Regions from separate parts of the Mus musculus genome. Here all the other regions are linked to region 1. Evidence: chromatin contacts called from public ChIA-PET and HiChIP or PLAC-seq data. All regions are on one chromosome and are shown on one strand. Each heading gives the region's core, a stretch centred on a gene start, on an enhancer-like site or on the middle of the called end of the contact. The rest is flanking DNA. Distances are from core to core; before and after follow the strand shown.

What was found. ChIA-PET counts read pairs in DNA pulled down with a chosen protein or histone mark. HiChIP or PLAC-seq counts read pairs in DNA pulled down with a chosen protein or histone mark.
Region 2: an H3K27ac HiChIP or PLAC-seq map of embryonic stem cells shows a contact between it and region 1, with 4 times the contacts expected there. The contact joins the enhancer-like site here to the promoter of Gpr180 in region 1. A contact is called at or near these places in 3 of 39 promoter capture datasets (the 3T3-L1 cell line, the HPC-7 cell line and pre-B cells), 5 of 115 datasets of contacts at active chromatin or transcription factors (embryonic stem cells and thymic regulatory T cells) and 2 of 9 other capture datasets (adipose tissue and liver).
Region 3: a contact with region 1 is called in an H3K27ac HiChIP or PLAC-seq map of embryonic stem cells, with 2.5 times the contacts expected there. The contact joins the enhancer-like site here to the promoter of Gpr180 in region 1. A contact is called at or near these places in 6 of 39 promoter capture datasets (the C10 cell line, embryonic stem cells, hippocampal neurons and 3 more), 4 of 484 Hi-C or Micro-C datasets (CD4 T cells, the G1E-ER4 cell line, embryonic stem cells and 1 more) and 4 of 115 datasets of contacts at active chromatin or transcription factors (astrocytes, embryonic stem cells and memory CD8 T cells).
Region 4: an H3K27ac HiChIP or PLAC-seq map of thymic regulatory T cells shows a contact between it and region 1, with 9 times the contacts expected there. The contact joins the enhancer-like site here to the promoter of Gpr180 in region 1. A contact is called at or near these places in 6 of 39 promoter capture datasets (the 3T3-L1 cell line, cranial neural crest, embryonic stem cells and 2 more), 8 of 115 datasets of contacts at active chromatin or transcription factors (astrocytes, bone marrow-derived macrophages, embryonic hindbrain and 5 more) and 1 of 9 other capture datasets (adipose tissue).
Region 5: an RNA polymerase II ChIA-PET map of memory CD8 T cells shows a contact between it and region 1, with 6 read pairs. The contact joins the enhancer-like site here to the promoter of Gpr180 in region 1. A contact is called at or near these places in 2 of 39 promoter capture datasets (embryonic stem cells and pre-B cells), 6 of 115 datasets of contacts at active chromatin or transcription factors (the 230-238 cell line, astrocytes, bone marrow-derived macrophages and 2 more) and 1 of 9 other capture datasets (embryonic stem cells).

Annotation. Positions count from the first base shown.
Region 1 is chr14:118,134,799-118,139,142 of GRCm38.p6, forward strand. Gpr180 (G protein-coupled receptor 180) reads left to right here and starts at 2,329. Exons shown (of 9, transcript NM_021434.5): 1 at 2,329-2,542. The coding sequence starts at 2,395.
Region 2 is chr14:118,975,806-118,980,149 of GRCm38.p6, forward strand. Dnajc3 (DnaJ heat shock protein family (Hsp40) member C3) reads left to right here. Exons shown (of 12, transcript NM_008929.3): 11 at 905-1,053; 12 at 2,222-4,344. The coding sequence ends at 2,379. Among named protein-coding and RNA genes, the nearest start is that of Dnajc3, 40 kb to the left of the region's middle. Within about 2 kb of position 1,801, at least 7 of the 459 cell types and tissues checked have an H3K27ac peak or open chromatin away from gene starts, as enhancers often do. A contact at or near this core is called in embryonic stem cells, where this site is marked.
Region 3 is chr14:118,908,953-118,913,296 of GRCm38.p6, forward strand. Dzip1 (DAZ interacting protein 1) reads right to left here. Exons shown (of 22, transcript NM_025943.3): 6 at 3,490-3,614; 7 at 2,390-2,551; 8 at 482-619. Among named protein-coding and RNA genes, the nearest start is that of Dzip1, 14 kb to the right of the region's middle. Within about 2 kb of position 1,824, at least 82 of the 459 cell types and tissues checked have an H3K27ac peak or open chromatin away from gene starts, as enhancers often do. A contact at or near this core is called in the G1E-ER4 cell line, embryonic stem cells, liver and 2 more, where this site is marked.
Region 4 is chr14:118,832,657-118,837,000 of GRCm38.p6, forward strand. It overlaps a transcript of Cldn10 not described here. Among named protein-coding and RNA genes, the nearest start is that of Gm32382, 15 kb to the left of the region's middle. Within about 2 kb of position 1,750, at least 51 of the 459 cell types and tissues checked have an H3K27ac peak or open chromatin away from gene starts, as enhancers often do. A contact at or near this core is called in thymic regulatory T cells, where this site is marked.
Region 5 is chr14:118,679,562-118,683,905 of GRCm38.p6, forward strand. The region is part of intron 1 of Abcc4 (ATP-binding cassette, sub-family C (CFTR/MRP), member 4); the gene reads right to left. Among named protein-coding and RNA genes, the nearest start is that of Gm41247, 16 kb to the right of the region's middle. Within about 2 kb of position 1,715, at least 46 of the 459 cell types and tissues checked have an H3K27ac peak or open chromatin away from gene starts, as enhancers often do. A contact at or near this core is called in memory CD8 T cells and pancreatic cancer cells, where this site is marked.

The DNA.
Region 1 (4,344 bases), core at 1,079-3,578:
TCTGTTCTAACCATCCCTTGGCCTAGGCTTTCATACCATCTAATCTTTCAAGCTGACTGGTTTAATCCAGTTTCTCTTGGCTTCTAACTGAATTGCATTGCTTGGCCTCATACTACCTTTGACAATCTGTTCTAATCTCCGGGTTCCTTCTCATTCTCTCTTCACCCGTGTCTAACTTGTTCTCTCTGAAACCTGTCTTTGTAAAAACTGTCCTGGTATAAAAGTGCTCTGTCTCTGTCTCTCTCTCTCATTGCCTCCCTTTCCTGTGCTGTCTTGAGTTCATTGGACATATCCTTTCTCTGACTCATCTGTCAAATCTTTCTCTGATTCATCACTTTGTCTGCCCATCAATTAGGCATCACTTTCAAACATGGCTGTTTCCTCCTAGGAACTAACTTTACCTACATTGTTAGGGATTAAAGGTGTGCACTAAGGTGTCTGTATTTCAGGCAAATGATACTTTAATCAGAGCATATCTGCATTCCAGCCAGATCACATAGATCTAGAATGTCTTTAGATGTGAACCCTTGCTAAAGCAGCCATGTTGCTGGATTAAAATTTCTCTACATGCATGAATTACTCTTATATTTAAAAATAATTAGGATAAAAATTAAAAGTCTCAAAAATACGAATACCCTTATTCTGGGAATCCAGAAGCGCCGAAACTGCTGTTGATGGGGCTTCTTTATTTAAGATGAAGTATGTGGTGAGGACATGCTTTTGTGTTATAAAAAAACATCTTGTTGGATGAAGATAATTTGTACGAACTTATTCGTGACACAATTTTGAGTTGCTGCACTCACCACCTCTGACCATCTTCATCTTACAGTAGAGTGAGAAATTCAGATGAGCTGGAGGTCATTTACAGAATTTTGTGGTAACTGACCTGGTAAGGAGTAAGGTGTTCTGGTTGCACTGAAGTCTGATACAGTCTGAACGTGTCAGAAGGGCTTCTTCGAGTGTGTTGAAAAAGGAGAATCTAGAAAAAAAAAAAAAAAAAAAAAAAAGAGCAAAGTGAAGCAAAGGAGAGGAACCGTAGAAAATACTCCAGCGAAGGATTTGCAAATGTCATCGACACAGGGGTTTAGGGTGGGTATGGAATTGATAGGGTTAAGGATGGGTGTTGTGATCATAAAAAGAGAAAGAGCTCTAACTATATGTTCTGGTGGAGTGCGGGGGAAGGGGGAAGCCTCAGCGGGCATCCCCTTCCCTGGAGGGACCAGACACACACTGGTAAAGTATAAAATAGAGTTTATTTAGGGCGTGGTGAGGGGAGTTAAGAGAGTAGTAGAGGCAGAGAGAAGGAGAGAGTAGATAAGTGGAGGCGGGCCATGGAAAGAAGAGGGATGGGGATGGGGAGAGGGGGGCACAAGGGACAGGAGGCAAGAGAAAGGCAAGAGTGTACGTGTAAGGGCCAAGCAGCCCCTTTTATACTGGGTCAAGCCTACCTGGCTGCTGCCAGGAACTGTGGGGATGGAGTTTAGACAGAATACCAACAATGGGCATTAGTTGGGAGACGATCATTTGAAATATTTGAACCCATATTCCAAAAAGCGTAGGTTGTGTACAAAAGGGATAAAGGAATGTGGCGCTGGGAAATGATGTTTTCTATAGTATTCTGTAACTCAGAAGTCAGAGGTAGACTGTAGCTAGGTAGAATCAACACTGGAGGGAGTCCGGTTGCCATAGGTCAAAGTGATGGCAGATAGTGTCCTGGCTGCCGCTTCACACCAGCAGAAAGGCCAATAGATCTTGGACTACCCGTGAATGAAGGTGGTCACTGTCATTCTCAGCTGTCTAGCCAACTGGATAATCAGTTAATTCAACCAGTCCAGGAACCCTATTCAAGGAAGGAACAATCGGTTTGGTGCCAAGAGAAGCCAGGCTTTTCAGTTTAGACGTGTGATGTATCCTCGCAACATTAACGCGCGAATAAGCAAGCGCGAGAGAGAAAAAGCAAAGAACATGTGTCCCAACTTTGAGGCCGTTTTCCTGCCAGCTATACATTTCGGCCACGTATTTCTCAGTTCTTTCCAGGAAAGCCTCGGACGTCAATGACAGGCGCGCGCACGAGCGCGTGCGCAGTGGCGTAACGCGCAAAGGCTACCACGGTGATTGTTTCCAGTATCCGTAAACAGCATCCCTGGAGGGCTCCATTTAAAACAGGCGGGAATTAGCAGCATGGCTGGGGAGCGCCGGGACCCGCACTGCTGCACGTCCCGCCCACCACGGCCGATGATTGGTTACTGTCCCCGGCTCATGGAAGGCGATCCCGCGCCTTATTGGCCGTCAGTCTCCGGCCCCGCCCCCTAAGTCCCGCCCCGCCCTCTGCTGCCGACGTGGGCTGCAGGCCGCAGGCGGTTGCCGGGCGAGCAAACGGAGCGGGCGGCGGGCATGGGCGGCCTGCGGCTGCTGGCGGTAGCCCTCACGTGCAGCTGCTGGTGGCCGCAGGGCGGCCAGGGCAAGACCCTGCGTGGCAGCTTCAGCAGCGCCGCGGCCCGCGACGCCCAGGGCCAGAGCATCGGCCATTTCGAGTTCCACGGTAGGTCCGGGCAGGTCGAGCGAGGGGTGGAGGCTCGCGGCCTCCCTCGAGCCCGGGGTCGGTAGGCGGCGGCCGCGGCGCCTCCCTCCCGCCACGTCGTCCGGGCCTCACCTGGATCCCCGCAGCGCCGCGACCCTGAACCTTCACCACCGGGCTGCAGCCTAATTGCACCTGAAAGCCATTTCCATTTCCCCGACACTCCCGGTGCAAACCGGACCGCTCCACTGCATCTCCCCAGGGCTGTCCCCCAACTCCGCACTTGGCCTGATTGTATGCATTCGAGCCCTGTGGTTATGAGTGGATGTCAGCCCAGGAAGTTAGCTTCCCTGTTGTTTGTAAGACCGGTTGCATGAAACCTGCTTGGAGCGGATTTGGAATCTGTCATTGCCTCAACAGTTTAGTTATTACCGTGTGCCTAGAGTTCATTTGGTGAAGACGGTGTCTACGTGTTTAGAAAGTTTCGTGATTGGCACACTCTGGCATGTGTGTAAGAGCTGCATTTCATAAGTACTTCCTGGTATCCTCCAGGAAAATCAGTGGTCTTCAGTTGATGAAATTGCAATTCGTTCTACTAATTTTGCCCCGTTTATTTGTTCCCTTAGAGTGTTTTCTTGGTCCTTTGAACATTACTGCATTTCAAGGGAGTCGTTTGCTTACTGAAGCTGAGATCTTCAGCTTCTATGACGGAGTTGCTTTAGAGATGCAGCTGTATCTACTGAAGAGAGGGTCTTAGGAGAAGAACATAGAAATCAGAAGCTGCTTGGCATGGGAAGGAAAGCCAAGTCCTGGGAACTTGTAGAATTGGTGCTGTAAAAGGAGGCTTTAAAAACACAAACATTGAAGGTTTTACAATTCTGAGAAAAACATGTCAGCTTTTTAAAATGTGAATAAACCCGGGCGAATGAAGAAGAGATCCCCCCCCCCTCAAGCAAACAGCTTTGTTGTATTTTTTTGTCCTATTTTTGGTCTCTTCACCACCTCGTTGTAGCAGGTCCTTTGAGACCTGACAGCACAATCACTGTGATCTGGTTAGTGCTGGTAAGTCAAGGATCTGTGGGAGCTGTGATTTGTACTGTCCGTGCCCCACCGATAACTCTGATTGTAATTACCTTGTGGAGGGGAAATGGGGTAAATCTAGGTTATCAAACAGACACGCTGGATGCTGTTCAGGAAATGTTTTCAAGTATCAGCTGAATTATAAAGATGGTTCATGTTAAGTTGCCTGCGTCTCATGGCAGATTGGGGAGGGGGTAGGCCAGGTAGCTTCTCTCATATATTATGCAGATACAGTTCACTTACACCTCGTTGTTGCCAGGTTTTGGTCGATTCCAGCTAAATACAGTAAAGCTATGCTGAAACCTGTCACTTATTACAATTTAAAGTGTTAATAGTACTTTAGAGTCACTTCATACCACTTGATACAGTATACCAACTTACGTAAGAGACTTTTTCTTTAGTTACAGTGTACATTTTAACTTATGTAAAAGGTTTAACCAAAGCAGTCATTCTGGTAACAAAAGACCTTCACCAGAAGAATAGAGGGTTGTAAAATGAATCTCGTGTTCCCCTCTCTTCATCCAGCGTTTCTTCCCCCGCAGGCCCCTGTTTTCTGCTATTTCTATGCTAAAATTTTTTAAATTAATACTTTTGTTCATGTACAAATAACATTACGTGTGTCCCTTCTATGCAGGTGTCTTTGGGAGCGAGAGCGAGGCCGATCCCCTAGAGCTGGGATTTTCAGACGGTGTGAGCTACCATGTTGGTGCTGGGAAGCAAACCCTTAGTCCTTTTCAAGAGCAGCA
Region 2 (4,344 bases), core at 551-3,050, 840 kb after region 1:
TATACATAAAATAAAAATTGTTATCTAAAAAAACAGACCCAAGTAGGCTGTCAGCTTTTGTAGTATTAAGTAAACTTAACCTAAAGTAAGGGGTTCAAAATAGAGTTTATGTATGTGTGTGTGCGCTTTATTCTGATTGACAGGGTCTCACTGTATAATCCTGACTGGCCTGAAGTCACAATGAAGATCTAAATGGCCTTAAACTCAGAGGGACTCTTGGGCCTCTCCTCTGTGTGCTTCTGGGATTAAAGCTTACACTACCATCTCTGGTGTGAAAGTCTTTTTAATGCCCAGAAAAACCTAAATCCTGGTAGTGTGGAGACTTAGAAAGAGACAGCTGTAAAGACCTGTACTGTATTCTAAGATGCTTAGTGAGTGTCTCAGGAAGCCTTGGGTTTTAGCTCAGTGATAGTGGACTTGCCTTGCATACAATTCTCAGTATTTGCCCCCACCCATCCCTATGGCCCAAAAAGGAAGGAAAAACAAAGTTGACTGTCTAGAACAGTATGCTAAGTTTTTGATCTTTGACTTACATCTTTGGAATTTCTAGAAAAAGAAGGCTGTGTACAGTCAGGTCTCCCTCCCTCCCTCTCTCCCTCCCTCTCTCCCTTCCTCCCTGTCACACACACAGAGCTTATAGTATTTGTTTGTTGTGCTGTGATGAACCTCAGGTTGATATATATGCAAGGCAAGCTCTCTACCACTGAGTTCTGAAACAGGTCTATCAGCACAGCTCTTGTGTGTGTGTGTTTTGTTTTGTTTTGTTTTTTAATGAAAAGAAATTGGACCCTTTCTCTTCTACATGAGTTTGGGAATCCTCAGGTACATGGTGTAGTAAAAAGAATATTGAATGTGGAATACTTTTTTCTTGACAATTAACTAAATAATTTCCTCCATCCTTTAGAAATGCCAAAAAACAAGAAATCATTAAAGCATACCGAAAGTTAGCACTGCAGTGGCATCCAGATAATTTCCAGAATGAAGAAGAAAAGAAAAAAGCAGAGAAAAAGTTCATTGACATAGCAGCTGCTAAAGAAGTCCTCTCAGACCCAGGTACCTTTGCTCTTGAAGTGGTGCAGTGAGTGAGCCTCTCTGCCTGTTCCCATCCCAGGCAGGGGGCCAATGATGTGTGGAGTGGCATGGGCGAGCTGGAGGGCTGTGGGTGCTGCTGAGTGCTGTGGTCTCACCAGCCTCTTTCTGCCTCAGTGTGAGAACTCTCAGAGAAATGGTGTAGTGGAAAGAATAGTGAATATGGAATATGTTTTCTTTCTTGATCAAGCTCCTCTCACTTCTTAGGTTTTTTATTTTTGCAATCATGTGAAAGAACAACACTGAACATAACACACAAATTTCTTAGACTCCTGTTAGCTTTCTTGGTACTAAATTTCTAAGTGTCTCAGGAGCTTGGTGAGGAACCCAGTACGTCAAGCTGGCTTACAAAAGATGAGAGGAGCCTAGATCATCAGCAGGGCCTGTTGTGCCTCCGTGGACGTTAGCAGCAGTCTTGCTCCAAGTCACGTGAACAGACATTCTGGTTGACAAGTATGTGAAGGAGACAGGCTAAGGATTCGTCCATACTGCTCTTCTGTGCCTTTGCTATGCATGGGGGTGGGCATTCTAATTTCAGCTAGAAAGGTTTAACAATGAGGAAATCAAGTTTTGCCTCTTGAGCAAATCTTTTCTGTGTATCCATTTATATACTACAGCATTGAAATGCCTTTTGTCCCTAGTTGTACTCTAGTAAGCACTTTGTTATTGAACACAGTAGGTGTTGGTCTGCTTTTCAGATGCAAAGGGCATTGCAAATTGTAGTGCTGTGTACTTGTAGAGCAGAGCCAGGCTCCTCCTTAGGAATTTGGAGGTGTTAAGGGCGTCCTGTCCCCTCCCACCAATCTTGAGAGTGCCTCATTGTGTTCTTCACGTGTCTACATTTCGGGAGGAAACAGCCTTATGGAATGTTGTGTTCCACCTGTTGGCCAGATAGCTCCAGGAAGCTCCTTAGTTAGTTTGTGGAGGGGACTCAGTGAGGCTCTTGCCTGATGGACTTCATCTGGGTGTAAGAGTTGTGACGAGCTGCTCGGTGCCCAGCATGACTTTGGGAGTTGTCTTTGCAATTGCTTTCTACAAGATGGGAATGAGAAGGTATGGATTTGAGTATTAAAGCCTCGTACCCATATCTTAGATTAATATGTGGGACTTAACTTGCTGTTTTCTTTTCTAGAAATGAGAAAGAAGTTTGATGATGGAGAAGATCCTCTTGATGCAGAGAGTCAACAAGGAGGTGGTGGCAACCCCTTCCACAGAAGTTGGAACTCATGGCAAGGGTTTAACCCCTTCAGCTCAGGCGGACCGTTCAGATTTAAGTTCCACTTCAATTAAACCAGCTATTTTACTGCTCCTCTTCTTTATTATTATTTTTAACATTAAAAACAAATTTTGTTTGGGATTCTAATGGAAACAAAATGGAACAAATCTTTTAGTTTGTCCATGACCAAAGAGTTGTTTTAAAGAAAAAAAGCTGAGCTTATTGTAGACTTAAGGTTGATGGGCCTGTCAAGGTGGGAAGCAAGGAGCTAACCGTATTTCTGACGAAGCAGCCTATACTAATTTGTGACTTCTGGGAGAAGTGGTCTGAGATACTTATCCTGTGGAGGTGTTCAGAAAAGCGTTAAATAGACATTGATAACCCTGGAGCAGACAGATTCTATGCAGGCTGTGTATTAACCGTGAGGAGGAGCTGTGATCTTTGGTGGATTGTGTCTCAGTATTCTTAAAGGAGTGTGGACAGCTGAGCTTCATTTTTGGAGGAACAGTTATGCTTAGACTTTGGTCAGTCCATTCACTTGCAAGTATTTCTGTACCAGTGTCCTCAGCTCTCACTGCAGGAGGGGAGACCGTCTTCCAGGAAACTTACCAGCAGGTGGTAGGCTGTATGTCCAGGTATAGACTGGAAGTATTTTTGTTGTTGTTTTATATCTATAGGAGAATACCAATTTCACTTGAATTTAATTGTTAAACTAAACAGAGTAAGTTAAAGTATATGAAAGCGGCTCTGTGGTTCTCTAGACAACACTGTTGAAAGTCAGTTTGAAATGCTTTTTAAGAAAGTGAAGTTCCAAGTTGTTTGGTCGAAATTCCCTGTCACAAAATTGGTTAGAAGTGGAAAGTTGCTCTGTCAACATGGGCAGAGCATTATGGTTGCCTCTCGCAAGCAGTGCGCTGAGGCAGCTGTCTCTGTTGTTTTCCTTGCTGGGTTTTGGACTGGCTGTTCCCTGGCTGTTTCTTCTGTGAGAAGAAAGTAGAGGCTTGCAAATCGATTCAACTCTGGCTGTGTACCTTCTATCATTCACTTAATAAGATGGCACTTCCTCCTGAGACATTCCCGTCCCTCTTACTTTAAAGCAGATACTTAAGAAATGTACTAGTCAGTATTTGTATACTGTATAATTTTTGCCTTAAAAATCTGTTGCTAAACAAGAATATTGAATACTTATGGAACTACTGATGCTGTGTTGAAAACTTAGAAGAATTACTCTGGTAAGAATTATTGCCTCTATTCTAGAAAAAAAAATTTTAAACATTGTGAGATATTTTAAGCATAAAGGTCTAATATATTGCTTTTATGAAATTAAACATTTTAGTTAATTGTGGGAAGGAAGCATGAATGTAGCAGCCAAGCACAAATCATTTTGTTAACCTATAGTCATATCAACTTGAGCAGATATAGAAAAAGATTTTGTTAACTGCAAGAACATGAATTACATAAGTTGAGTTGGGCAAAACATTTTAAGTGCTTTTTGCCTCTACTTAGGAGCCTTTTTCTTACCAAAACACTTAACAATGCATTTCAAAATACCTTTCAGCTTTCATTTTGCTTCAGTGTCTCACAGTTCAAGGCAGGCAAGAAAACTCACAGCTTTTATCCTAGCTGTAGAGACAGGCAGAGGCAGGTGGATTCCTAAGAGTTTGAGCCAGCTTGGTTTACATAGTGAGTTCCGTGCCAGGGCCTCCACCAAAATATTAAATCAGTTCAAGCCAGTGTGAAACATTGAATGAAAAATAAAAGAACATTTTTGTGTGTTTTTCAGATCTTAGTAATCTTATGTTAACTACTTACCTGACGTTGTCTTTCAGTCTGACTCACTCCTTTTGTGATGTCACTGACAGTTGTGAACTGGAGTGACGGCACCTCTGCTTTGCACAGCCCAGTGTTCACCAGCAGAACAAAGGAGGCATCTCGGTGCTTACACTCCCACTTAGAGCGATGTCAGCTGCCCGTAGTGTGGGTTGAAGGTGGGCTGCATGGACACAGGTCCCAGATCTAGCTACCTCCTAACTTGCTTC
Region 3 (4,344 bases), core at 574-3,073, 770 kb after region 1:
ACATTTTTTTTTAAGTGAGAGCTATAACTGCAGCCAGGAAAACATTGAATAATAATATGAACTGACTAATTCAGAGTGACATTTTTGTGGGCAGAAACTGAAACAGTGTGAACTACTATCCCATACTCACACCTGTGAGTCAACACCTACTATAAATTAGGCATCTGTTGTGAGACAGGAAAAAAAAAAAAGAAACAGAACAAAAACGTTTGCTGGGAACGAACTCATTAAGAGAAAAACCAAGGCGATGTAGACCTGGCTCCATGGTTAAGAGTTCTTACTGGTCTTGTAGAGGACTTGGGTTCAAACATCCACACCATGGCTCAAAACCACTTGTAATTCTAGTTCCAAGGGATCCAGTGCCCTCCTCCTGGCCTGTATGGGCACTGCATATATGCCGTGCACATAAGCTCATGGAGGCACACACACGTAATTAGATACATGTTACATGTTGTGGCCGCGGTCACCACGCGTGCTGTACCTGGCTGTCAAGCAGCTGTAGCATGTTCTGGAAGTCCTGGGGACACGGAAGATGGTCTTCTCTCAGCTCAGTAACGTCTCTTAAGGTGCCTATGTTGGACTTGATCTGGATGTTAGACTTCTGTATTTCTAACAACTGCTATGGATGAAAAGAATCACCAAGAGAAACGTCAGACATTGACTTAACGGCAACAGCGAAGAAGCCAGAAGCACAAAGCCGCGTTCAGCCATCCCTCTCCCTCCGGACACCCCTTGCCTGTCTCCTCCGCTTTGCTCTTTTTCTACCAGTCTCTGATCTTTGATATCTCCACCAGAATGTGGAAAAAATGGGAAGGAGACTCATGTTTTTTTAAAATGGTTTGTTACTGGGAGCCAGGGTATGCCCATGTCCATGTCAGAGGACAACCGTAGTCCAGTCTCACTTTCTGCCTTTCTGCGCATTTCAGGGACTGAGAGCGGACTGAAGCCGGCTTGCACACAGCTGCTTTACTCGCTGGCCATCTCTCTGCCCCCTCACCCACTCCCCAAGCCAACCTCTGACCTCTGACGATGGGTCTTTAAATTCTTGACAGAAACATCTGTGAGAGGAACTGGGTATATCTCCTCTTTCTGTTTATTTTTTTTAAGGCAGATCTTGCTGCCTTGGCCCAACTGGACTTGAACTCTGGCTGACCCCGCCTCAGCCTCCCAGTGCTGGATTGCAGGGGTGTATCACCACGCCTGTGACACTTCTGAGAAGTTACGATATTGCAATAGAAGACGAACACTGCCCAGAGGCCATACCAGTAAATCCACCAGGGATATAAATGTTTTAATTTCCCTAAAGTTAATTATGGAAAAAAAAATCTCAGACAACAACAGGCGATAAAGTTAACATCACGGACATTATACCACTACTTCGTTGTCCGTTCACTGCAACCGCTGAAAGTGCAAAGAAACTTCTCCGTACAGAAGTTCCTTCCTACCAATACTACAGCTCCGGGTGGCAAGGCCAAAGTGAAAGCCTTAGACCACGGAGACCATGTGTGACCTTGGTACAATTCGACGAAGCGACACACTGTCTCCGAGATCCACTCCACAGAAACGCTGACTAATCACGTTACCCTGTCACTAGTCAGATGAACCCCAGCAACGGGACTTGCCATACAAACAACCCGCACTTCAGATCTTTAGCTTCCACAACAACAAGGCTGACAAACTATCCCCGGCCACAGAAAAGCCTAAGGAGTCGGAATGACCCACTGTAACATGGCGTCTTGGACGAGATCCTGAGCAGGAAAGGAAAATAAATAAAAGGATTCTGGTGTTGTGTTTAGTTTTGCTTCTGAAACTCGTCCGCCCCTAGAGGGAGCCCAAGGATCGACCTCATTTCCCTCCTTTTCTCCTCAGGAACTGGATCAGCACAGAGGATGTGGAGGTGTCTGTGGACCACAGCTGTTCCCACACGGCACAGGGCCCCCTTGCCGGTTCCTGCTTACTTTAGAGACCCGATCCTCCTCAAAGGTCAGGTGTGGACCGAGGAGAGGGCTAGCAAATACTCTTCCTCTTCTGCTGCCTTGGTGATCTGTATCAGCCTTTCCACCCACTACTTGGAACATTCTAGAATTCGTTCAAGGGTTTGTGGTTTAAGGCTATTTAAACCTAACCAGGTGAGGAAGTTTCCTCTTGGGTGGAACAGATACACCCACAGGGGTTCTGTTCTAGGGTCTGGGGACAGACCACCCACTCACAACAAAACAGTCTCGCTCACCTGCTCTACCTCCTCAGCGCCTCTTGCGACCTGGGATGCCCGGGGAGGAGGGGTGGTGTATACTTGGCATGTAAACGACCTGACCCCTGGCTATGATGCCATGCTAACACCCATCTTAAAGCAAGCGATCCTATGAAGACGTCTAGGTTGCATACTTACATATTCTAATGCTGAGTTCTTAGAAGTTAACTCTTTAAATTCCCTCATAAACATCCCCTTGACCTTCTCCATCTCCTCGAGTAACTTCTCCTTCTCCTCCTCTTTCCATCTGTCAAACAGCTTCAGAAAGTCTTCCTCTTTTGATTTCTGCATTTCATAGTCCTGAAATTATTTTAGCATTATGTCACTAGGGGCTCTGGATATAACACATGTGCAAATTTTTTAAACAAATCATAGCTTCACCCCAAATCTGTTAGTATTTCTTCTGTGAATTAGACCTGTAGTAACACTCTCCAAAGCCACTGGCCTATACACAGTGATTCTTCCCTACCAAAGCACAGATGGGGAGCAGGCAGATGGCTCAGTGGGTAAAGAACACACCCACGCCCACATACATGTGCTCAATAAATAAATGCAAGTAAACAGAAACAAACAAACCACATTTGGAGCCTGGCGCTCCGGCTTGGTGGTTAACAGTGCTTGCTGCAGAAGCGTGAGGATCTGAGGTCAAATCCCCAACACCAATGTATACACCCAGCATGGCCCCATACGAGCTTACAACCCTGTGCTGTGCGAGTCACAAACAGGAGCACTGCTGAGGCCTGAGGGCATTCAGCCTTAACCAGGTTCAGTGAGAGATATTGTCTCAAAGGAATAAGGACTCCAGCCCATACGAGTATGCATACATACATGCAACACATATCATGCTCAATACACACATATATCATACACAGACGATACACACACACTCTCTCTCATACACACATGCTGACACACACTGACACACACAATGACACAGACACGTTGACACACACTGACATAGACACACACTGACACACACTGACATAGACACACACTGACACAGACACATTGACACACACTGACACACACACACTGACATAGACACACACTGACACACACACTGACACAGACACATTGACACACACTGACACACACACACTGACACACACACACACACACACACACTGACACATACACACTGACACACACACACACACACCATGAAGCCAGCATGCCTCTTTCCCTGCATTAAAGTACTTGTCATTGCACCATCTCCAGGACAGAGCCCTGTGTCCCACCTTAGAGAAGCGAACTGCATGAGAGTGCTGTGCAGACTCCAGCTGAGACCTAGTGAGCTGCAGCTGTTCCTTCAACATGTCAATCTCCTTCTGGAGCCTGTCGGTCTGGGCCTTTGTATTATACTCTGTGCAAGAGAAGATCTAGTTAGAAAACGATTTCTTATGAATTCACCTGAACACTCACGGGGCACAGTTCTAAGGATAAGACAAAGGAAAATGCTCTCTCTCCCTTGGGACTGCCACGAGCCCAGTCCTGCTCTTTACTGTTTGTCTGGAGCCCTTTCTGTGACCAGACACTTCATTAGTTTCAGTGGCTTCTTTCCGCCACTCACTGTACTAAGGCTGATTATTCAACAGGGTCACCGTGAGATCTTTGTTCAGGGAGTGAGCCCGGTGGTTCTGACCCACGAGTGCTCAGGACTTTTTCAGAGATGTTCGTCTCACTCAAAGCAGAGAAGCAAGAGCTTCACCTACAAGTAGCACAGTACTGAAACTATACAGTCACCGTGGTTTGCACTCCCACCCAAGATCCCCGAAGTCCCCTATCAGCGATCACTGAGAGGGCTGGGGAATTCGAGACGCAAGCTGGGGCAGTCGTCTGTCAACTAGGGCGCAAGCGAAGAACTGAAAGGAGGTGGTGAAAGGAAGGATACTTATGTACATGTACTTACACGAGGATGTACACATGACTGAATGGTATACATGTGCTGTGAGTGTAGACATGAAAGGTATGGGAACCAAAGCAGAAAGTCAGAATCTCAAAGATGACCTGAAGAAACAATACTCGTTTCAGAGTCTGAAGCGCTCTCTGACACGAGTATGAGGTGGGATAAGATACTGAAACAGAGAGAGAGA
Region 4 (4,344 bases), core at 500-2,999, 700 kb after region 1:
CCGAAAACAAATTTCAAAGAAGATATTAGTAATAGGCAAAAATCAAACAGAGACAAGTGTGTTGGTTTCCTCTTCCCAAAAGACTGACAGTGATGTCGAAGGATGCTAACCGAGGACAGGGAGACCATCCCCATCCGTCAAGGGTGGAGCCTGTGGAAGCAGAACCAAGGGCCGATGCCACACAATGCTTCCTACAATGATCAAAGAGATGCACACCATTTCCTATAAAATTATAATTAAAAAGTAAGTCCATAAAATATTGAGGCAGGGCTAGGGTTGTAGGACGGTCAGGCTCTACTTGCCTAGCGAGCACAAAGCCCTGGCCAGCTCAGCCTGATGTAAACTAGCCATGGTGTCACAGGCCTGCAGTCCCAGCACTGAAGAGATGGAGCAAAGGGAGCAGGAGTTTCAGGTCATCCTTGGCTCAGTAGGAGTTGGAGGTAAGATGAGACACCCTCCCCCCATCTTGGAAAAATCAAAAGAAAAACTTACAGGAGTTCCCCAGAACTCTTCTTGCTTTTGCTGACTGACTTCCCTGGCCAGTAAGTTAGCAGGGCTTTCTTTCCCTTTATGAATAGTTTCCACCAGATCTCATGGAATATTTCTCAGAGGAAGTGGGACTTCCAACTAACTGAAATGACTAAAGAGAATTCCTTCAAAAGAATGTGCCATGTAACTTAGAAAACAGGGTTTGGAAGGAATTAAGACCCACTGGCCTTATTAACATGCAGTTTCGTATGCGCGGTCAAGGGCATCGGGGACTCCACTCCTTTGAGGCTCTTAGCATCCTCACGAGTCTGCCTCTAGGCTGGAATAACTTAGTCACCTGACTTTCCTGTAACCTTTATTATTTTTGGCTTCAGGAGGTGCATTCATGCACACATGGGTCCTTTCCTATTTCCCAAAAGCCCTTTGTAGGACACTAATTTCTGACCCAACTTCTCTGTGACGCCACACTAATTCTTTTTGAAGAAAGCACAGGGCATCTCTAGAGTTTATAGGCAAATAATCCATTCTAATTACAGCACAATTCTACAATAGTTTCAAGTGACTTTGAGTTTAATATTGCTCCTTGACTTGGTAGTTCTTAGCTCTCCTTCAGAACTAGCTTATGCATAGAAGTGATTTGGGCAGGGAAATGGCTCAGTATGTAAAGACATGTGCCGCCAGCACTGTGTCATAGAGTCCGACCTGAGGACCCCACAAGGTGGAAGGAGAAAAGCGATCCCTGCATATTGTTCTCTGAACTACATACTGTAGTGGTGTGTAGTTGGCTGTGGTGTGTGTGCACACACAAATATGCAAATAAATATATTTTTTAAAAGATCTGCTTGTTCGGTATTGCTTTTAATAATGATGGCAGGAGTGGGACTTAGTGGCTCATGCATTCAAGGGGTGGAGGCAGGAGGATCACAAGTTTGAGGCCAGGCTGGAAAACAAAAGGGGTACTTGTCTCAGAAAAATAGTTTAAAGAGAAAAAAAAAAAAGGTAGTGAAGAAAATCTTATTAATTATCCTCGCCTCAAACCTGGAATTAAACATCATTAACTTGAAAGGACTTAACAGTGAATAAATCCTGCTTAGTAGACCATGCAGCTATCTGCATAGAACAATGTTTAGTCCTCACCCACACCAACAGATTCATAATGCCAGGCACCTGTAGTTGTTTCTTCTCAGTTTGTAGGATGGGGGTGGGGGGAGGATGGGTGGGTGCTACCGGAAGTTGTCACGGAACAAGGCTTAAATGGTTCCAATCCCCTTTACAGAACCCACTTCCTGTGCTCTGAATGCCCTCTGACATTTCCAGAGCTGCTGTTTATTTGGGGACTTGTGAGATGTGAAAGGTCTTTGTTTAAGCCACAATATTTATGAATGGCATGAGACAAAGACTCGGGGCACGTTTTAGGCAGTCATGCGATCTCTACGGGAAGGAAACAGGGTGTTGAATTACCAGAGAGTCAAACAGCAAATCCACCTGAAAGGGAGGGCTCGGTGGGGCAGCCACCTAGGTGGCCTCAGCCACTTCTTCCCTCCCATCTATCAGCCTGAGTCCCTGGGCCAAGGAAGACTTTTGCTCTAGGACTTCATTCTAGCAAAGAGGACTCAGAAATTGCATAAAGGAGAATGAGCGTTTACAAAGAAGGTGACACCTGCTACTCACGCATTAAAAAAAAAACCCTTGGGTATATCAACTGTCTCTTGCATATGTTTTTAGTATTATTTTATCCACTGAAATATTTCCTTGACATACACTGAACTTTACAATGGCCTATTATAGTAGAAAGGGTCACAGGATTGTTCTTCTGTCTTCTCAAATGAAATATAAAGGAAGCTACTTACCTAAGTTCACACGCTAAGTTCTTGGAAAAGGTCTTTGCCTACTCAACTGTATCAGGCGTCAATAAGAGGAAACGGGCCATCTTTGAAAATATAGAGAATTTAAGTACACTAGCAGTGATGTAGCTATTTTGCATTTTAGTCCCCCACCCACCCTTTTCAAAATAGGATTACAGTGTGGTTAACTAGCAATATGGGAGCTGAATCCCTAAAATAGAAATCTTTCATATTTTAAAGATACAGACACTCCATGTTTCTGGGAGACAGCGAGACAGTTGCTCTCTCTCTGACTGGTGCCTGTGGTGTAGGATGTGGGCTCTTAGCATTTCGCTCCAGCTGCTTTTAGACTTGTTGCTTGTTGTCAGGACTCCTCACCATGACAGACTCATCTCTCAGAACCTGTAAGCCCAAGTAAACTCTTTGTCTATAAGTAGCCTTAGTCGTGGTATTTTATTATAGTATCAGAAAAGTAACACACACAAAGGAAAAGGACATAGTGGTGTGTGTGTGTGTGTGTGTGTGTGTGTGTGTGTGTGTGTGTGTGTGAAAGAGAGACAGAATGACAAAGAGACAGAAAGACAGAGAGACAGACAGACACACACAGAGAGAGAGAAAGAGAGAGAGAAAGAGAGAGAGAGCAATAACTGATTTCTTTGGATACACACTCTCCTGTGCATGATACAGAATTGCTTCTTAGTGAGGCTTGGCAACAAATCTTTAATTTGCTGCTTTCACTGAAGGATACATTAAGCTGGTGTTTTTCTTCTAGCAGCACAAAAAGGTAGGAAAAAAATCCCTAGGTCATATGAATTAAGAAACGGTCATGGCTGGCCATGGTGGCACACGCCTTTAATCCCAGCACTCAGGAGGCAGGGGCAAGAGGGTCTAAGTGAGTTTGAGGCCAGCCTGGTCTACATAGTAAGTTCTTGGACACCCAATATAACACAGAGAAACTGTGTCTCAACAAAACAAAACAAAACAAAACAAAACAAAACAAAACAAAACAAAACGAAGAAAGAAAGTATCACTAGTCAGTCACTGTGTATGCATGACTTGCCTGTAGGAGATAAGACATTTCAGCCGTATACTCACTGAAGAGACCACACTCTCATTGAATAGCCACAAAAACAAACAAACAAGCAAACAAACAGAGAAGCGAAGCACAACTCAGGCTATGAGCGAAGCGCCAGCAGCTAGCCCAGGTCTAACCTCTCCTCATCCTCTTACTGCCTCCACAGATCCCTCCCTAACTATTGACTCAGCGTAGCAGACTCTCTCCTGCACTATACTGAAGTGGCAGCCCCAGCGCCAGTCTGCTTCCTCATGGACATACACTCGAAACAAGAGTAGACAGGGTCCTTTGTTCCACGGCTGCGCAGCACAGTAGGGCTATTCTGTGAGAGCAGTAGAACCAGTTCATAATGACTTGTCACCCAGAGGGAGCACTGGGGCACCGTGCATCTCCGGCAGTCTTTAGTCAGTAGACTTTAGCTATTTTCCTAGCATTGGTTTCTGTTCACATCCCTTGCCTGTGTTTTCATGTCAGCGTTAAAGATAGCATTTGTAGAGCTGGTCGGGGATAGGATACGTACCTGTTATCGTTCCCACCTGGGAGATGGAGGCAGGAGGGTCAGGAATTCAAGATCATCCTAGGATACATAAAATAGCAAGCTTAAGGCCAGCCTGGGTTAATAGAATCCCATTTCCAAAAGATAAGTAAAAATAAATACAGTAAAAATTCAAGCATTTAAAGACTTTATGAACTTACAAAATAAACAGATATACAAGAAAATATTAATAGGGCCATGGGAACTGCTGGAAGTATTTTTTTAATATATAAAGGAGAAATAGAGGAGCCGGTGCAGCAAGGACACCTAAGATAAAGTGGGAAAGCCCACTGACAGATAGCACCATGCCGCTGTCATGTGTGTGGTATGCCAATGCGAAGAGAGCAACCAGGACCCAGATAGTAGTGGGCCGTGTGCAGAGCAGGCTAGAGGGCGGTTCT
Region 5 (4,344 bases), core at 465-2,964, 540 kb after region 1:
TGAATTTTAAGCTACAAGAAAACATCTGTGCAGCCCACGAGCTGTAAAGCCAGATCCCTGTTGCTGGGCTTCCAGTCTGTGGGTCTGAGATCAAGACTCAGAGAACGGCAGGTTGTACAGGTGAGAAAGCCGCACGGAGGTGTGTGGTTAGTCATAGATGGTCCAACCTGTGCCAGCAAGATGGCTCGGCAAGCAAAGACACCTGCCAGCAAGCCTGACAACCGGATTTAATCCCTTGGACTCACGTGGTGGAGGGACGCACAACTCCTCCCAGTTGTCCTCTGACCACACACACACACACACACACACACACACACACACATCATACACAGCATCACGTACCAATAATCCCATTGCTGAGGAGACAGAGGCGAAAGAAACCCTGAGGATGGCTGGACTGCTCTCCAGCTGAATTTGTTGTTTGTTCCAGGTTCAGTGAGAGACACTATCTCAAAAACTAAGGTGGATAGGGATTGAGGAAGACACCTAACGTCAACATCTGGCCTGCTCATACACTCACATGCACAGATGTGCACCCACAAACTCATACAGACACACAGAAAGTGACAAGACAGACGGCGTGGTGTTCACGGTTGATTTAACAGTGCCTATACGGTCATAATTAAGCATCCCCTAGAATACTCGTGAGATTACGGCAAGCGCATAACAACTTTAACAAATCAAGGTTCTAGCGTCCCTTTACAAATCAAAAGCAAGGAAACGTGCTTGCAACCAAGAACACACAAGTGTACGAGTCTCCGAGTGGGGAAGAGAGTGGGGTAGAGAGCAGATGAGATTGGCTGGGAGCTGATCATGGCTGAAGCTCAGAGGAGGCTGCTTGGGACTTGGTTAGACTGTTCTGTTCACTCTACTGCATACATACTTGTCATTTCCACGGCCAAAAAAGAAGACATGAAGGAGAAGGGAAGATTGGGAGAAAATCCACATTTGTATGGTCTTCACATTAGGCATGCAATAAGCCTTGGGCTTTCTATGAGGCCAGTAACCCAAGTGCTAATCCTGGTGTCATTTGTGGTAACACATCTATTACTGTATGTCACTCATCAAGAGATGGCTATATGCCTTCCATCTTTCAGTTAGCATTGTGATCTAAGATAGACGTATAGGCAAGCCACAGCCTCCACTGAGCTCAGCTAAGCACCTGAAGCCGCCTTTTCTATCTCCTGATTTCTGGACTAACCACCCAACGTCTTCTGAGCACACTTGCTGCTAGGTGAGATCTCCAGGCAAAGAAGACTTAGAAATCCATCTCATGAGCACACCTCTACCCTTCCTCTTCCTGTCCTCAGAATAAGGCACCGACCAGCTTTATCTAGACAGACAACAATGGTAGTGGGTCTGGGTTCTTTCTCCCCCCAGTCCCCGGCACTTCCGTTCCCCAGAGACCTCATGGATGGCTCTGGGTCGGCGCACTATTGAAGGAGCTGGAGAGTCCACACTTCTCCCAGGACGCAGGGAGCAGCCATTCTCTGGGTCTATGAGCCACATCCGAAGCAGGGAGTCTCGAGGCAGAGGCACCACCAAAGTTCCTCTGGGTCTGTTTCACCAGAGAATAAACAAAAAATACAGGGGGAGGAAGGACCCGACCAGAAAGGACCAGTCACCTCCGCTTCTCGAGACCTAGGCTGAGGTTAGCGTGTGTCTGTGGTTGAAGAGAAGCAAGCAAATAAATCTGGAGACAGCTGCGGGCAGATCTCATGTGCAATCTGATAGGGATTGGCTGAGCTCTCTCTAAAACAGCGTCTACCACCCTGAGTCACACACCCGGCTGTAAACAAATCACCAAAGGCCACCAAGGCCACAGCACTGAGATACTGGCCTGAAAGGTGGGGGGCACAAGAAAGCAGATGCAGTATTGGCTGTTGGCTCTTATAGCCCCCCCACCCATCCCTGCATACCACCCACCCACTCCCACTATATAAAGGTTGCTTATTCTTCCAGACCACAGCTCATTGTAAGAGATTTTTAGCCTACAAATCCTCAAAACTATTTGCATTCCTTTAGCCCTCAGCAGATGAGCAGTCTGTGTTTATTAATATTACCCTGATTACCCAAATTTATCAGTAAGGAGACAATGACTTGTAATGGCTCTCATAAATACCTTGAGAAGCTCTGCTTTGAACTGGAACCATCTGGTTTACTCAAGTTTATGTTCCTATGTATACAGCAGGCATTGGTTCTAACAGAAGCAGAGGGACATCACGGAACAAGACAGCACACGCAACTGGAAGAAGGGAGCCGAAGTTTTCAAGGCCTTCCATGATAGCTTGAAAAACGAGGCCGACCTCTATCGAGGTTTTTCCTCTCACCCGAGAACACTGCTTGTATGCCTCTACCTACCAACTGCATCCATCAACTGCATCCATGAAACATCTAAATTAGCAAATGCATGCAAGCATGTCTCAAGTATATGAAGTAACTCCTTGCAGGAAAGGTCTCAGGCCATTTGCTGAACAGCCACCACTTTGGGTATGACGCATTTGCAATAGTCTATTATTCAAAGATAAAAATCTATCTACAACTTTCCCAAGCAATGTAATCTATTCTGCTGTGGTGTCTTATGGACAACTCTCACTGGCCAGGCCCCTTGGCACACACTTTTAATCCCACCACTCAACAGGATCTCTGTAAGTTCTAGGCAACCAGAGCTACAAAAAGAAATCCTGTCTCACCCCCCCACCTCTATCGTGCCCCCCCCCCAAAAAAAACTTCCACAGGCCTGAGATGCGGAGGTACTTTCCTGCATATTCTGTGTTTAAGTGACCACAAGTTCCAGAACCAGCACGAAATCTAACCCAGTCCTCCCCGCTTTTCATGAGCTACAAACTCCATGAGGGGACTAATCATTTCTGACAGTTTTGTTTTCCAAAGCTTCTAGCATAAAAGAAACCATGTGCCTAGGCAACCTAAATTCTTGCTACTTAAAACCACAAACTCCCTCTTAATCTCTCTCTCTCTCTCTCTCTCACACACACACACACACACACACACACACATACCTTGAAACCCTACTAAGTTAATGTCTTCAAGTAACACAGGAGTGAAAAAGACATTTCGTTATAAAAGCATACAAAAGTATGTATCTATGGCAACTGATTTTTCTCCGAATCCAAAAAGCACCGTATGCAAAGCCAGGTCCAGAGTTACTTGGCATCTCCACAAAAGGAAGCCAAATCTTTAGCAAAGTCTCTAAACCGGCAGTCCATACAGTAAGTCTGGGCCTTTCCCTTTTGTGACAGCTCTGTCTGGGGTGACGTCACAGGCTTCCTGCAATGGCAGCACAGTGAACTTAGCTTGGGGGAGGGCGGGGCTCCAGATAATGTCCCTGGCCCCTGCTTCCATCCAGTTATGAGTTTAGGCCCTTGGGCAGCCTCACGGCTGTGCCATCAAAGCCCTACACAAAGGAAGGCCGTGAGCCTTTTGGTGAACTTTCTTCAAGTGCATGGGAGAGTTAGAGGTGAGCCCTGACTAGGCATCATGGGCTCCCCTCACCTTCCTCCTAGTTCCAGCTGAACCCAGAGATGCCTGCTCCACATTTCTGCCCAAGCAACTTTCTCCTCTGCCCAGGCCATCAGGCTGCCCTGCCAATCCTTATGCAGCAAGAACATTATTCCACTCATTATTTCTGTCTTCTACACATGCTGATGTTCTAGTATCTTAAATCCTTCTCCAGCTGGGGAGAGGCCGACCACAGTGGAGCTAGCCAGCTCTTGGAGACGGTGAATATCCAACAGGAACGTGCCTTGGATAGCTACAAACCCACAAGGCGCAGAACCAGACTACTGCCCTGATTCAACACGGCCTGCCCACCCCAAAGCAGCATCCCTCTGTGAATCGTCCCAGAGCCAGATGCTAGGCAAACGGGGCTCTCCCCATAGCTTACAAGAATACAGCTCACCAATCCTAACCTGCTCCACCTCCCTTTCTGTCCTGACCCAGAAATTCTGCCACAGGCATAATCTACATCCCTCCCTTTCCGTCTCCTGATCACACTGGTGTCACTCAGGTGGCTCTGCACTGTGCCTCTAAGCCCGTGAGAGAGTTGACTTTACCTTCTCGTATCTCCAGGTCAGGAGAGGCTCATGTACGTGATGCTATGTGTGAGGATGCCCCTATCAGCTCATACTTTTGAATAACTGGTCTCCGGTTAATGGATCTATTAAAGAAGGGTGAGGATGTGTGCCGCTAGGAATGGATTTTGAGGTTTCTAAAGCCCATGCCAGTCCCATTTAGTCTCTCTGCCTCAGAGCTGTTGTACTGGCTAGTTTTGTGTCAAGTCGACACAGCTGGAGTTATCACAGAGAAAGGAGCTTCAGTTGAGGA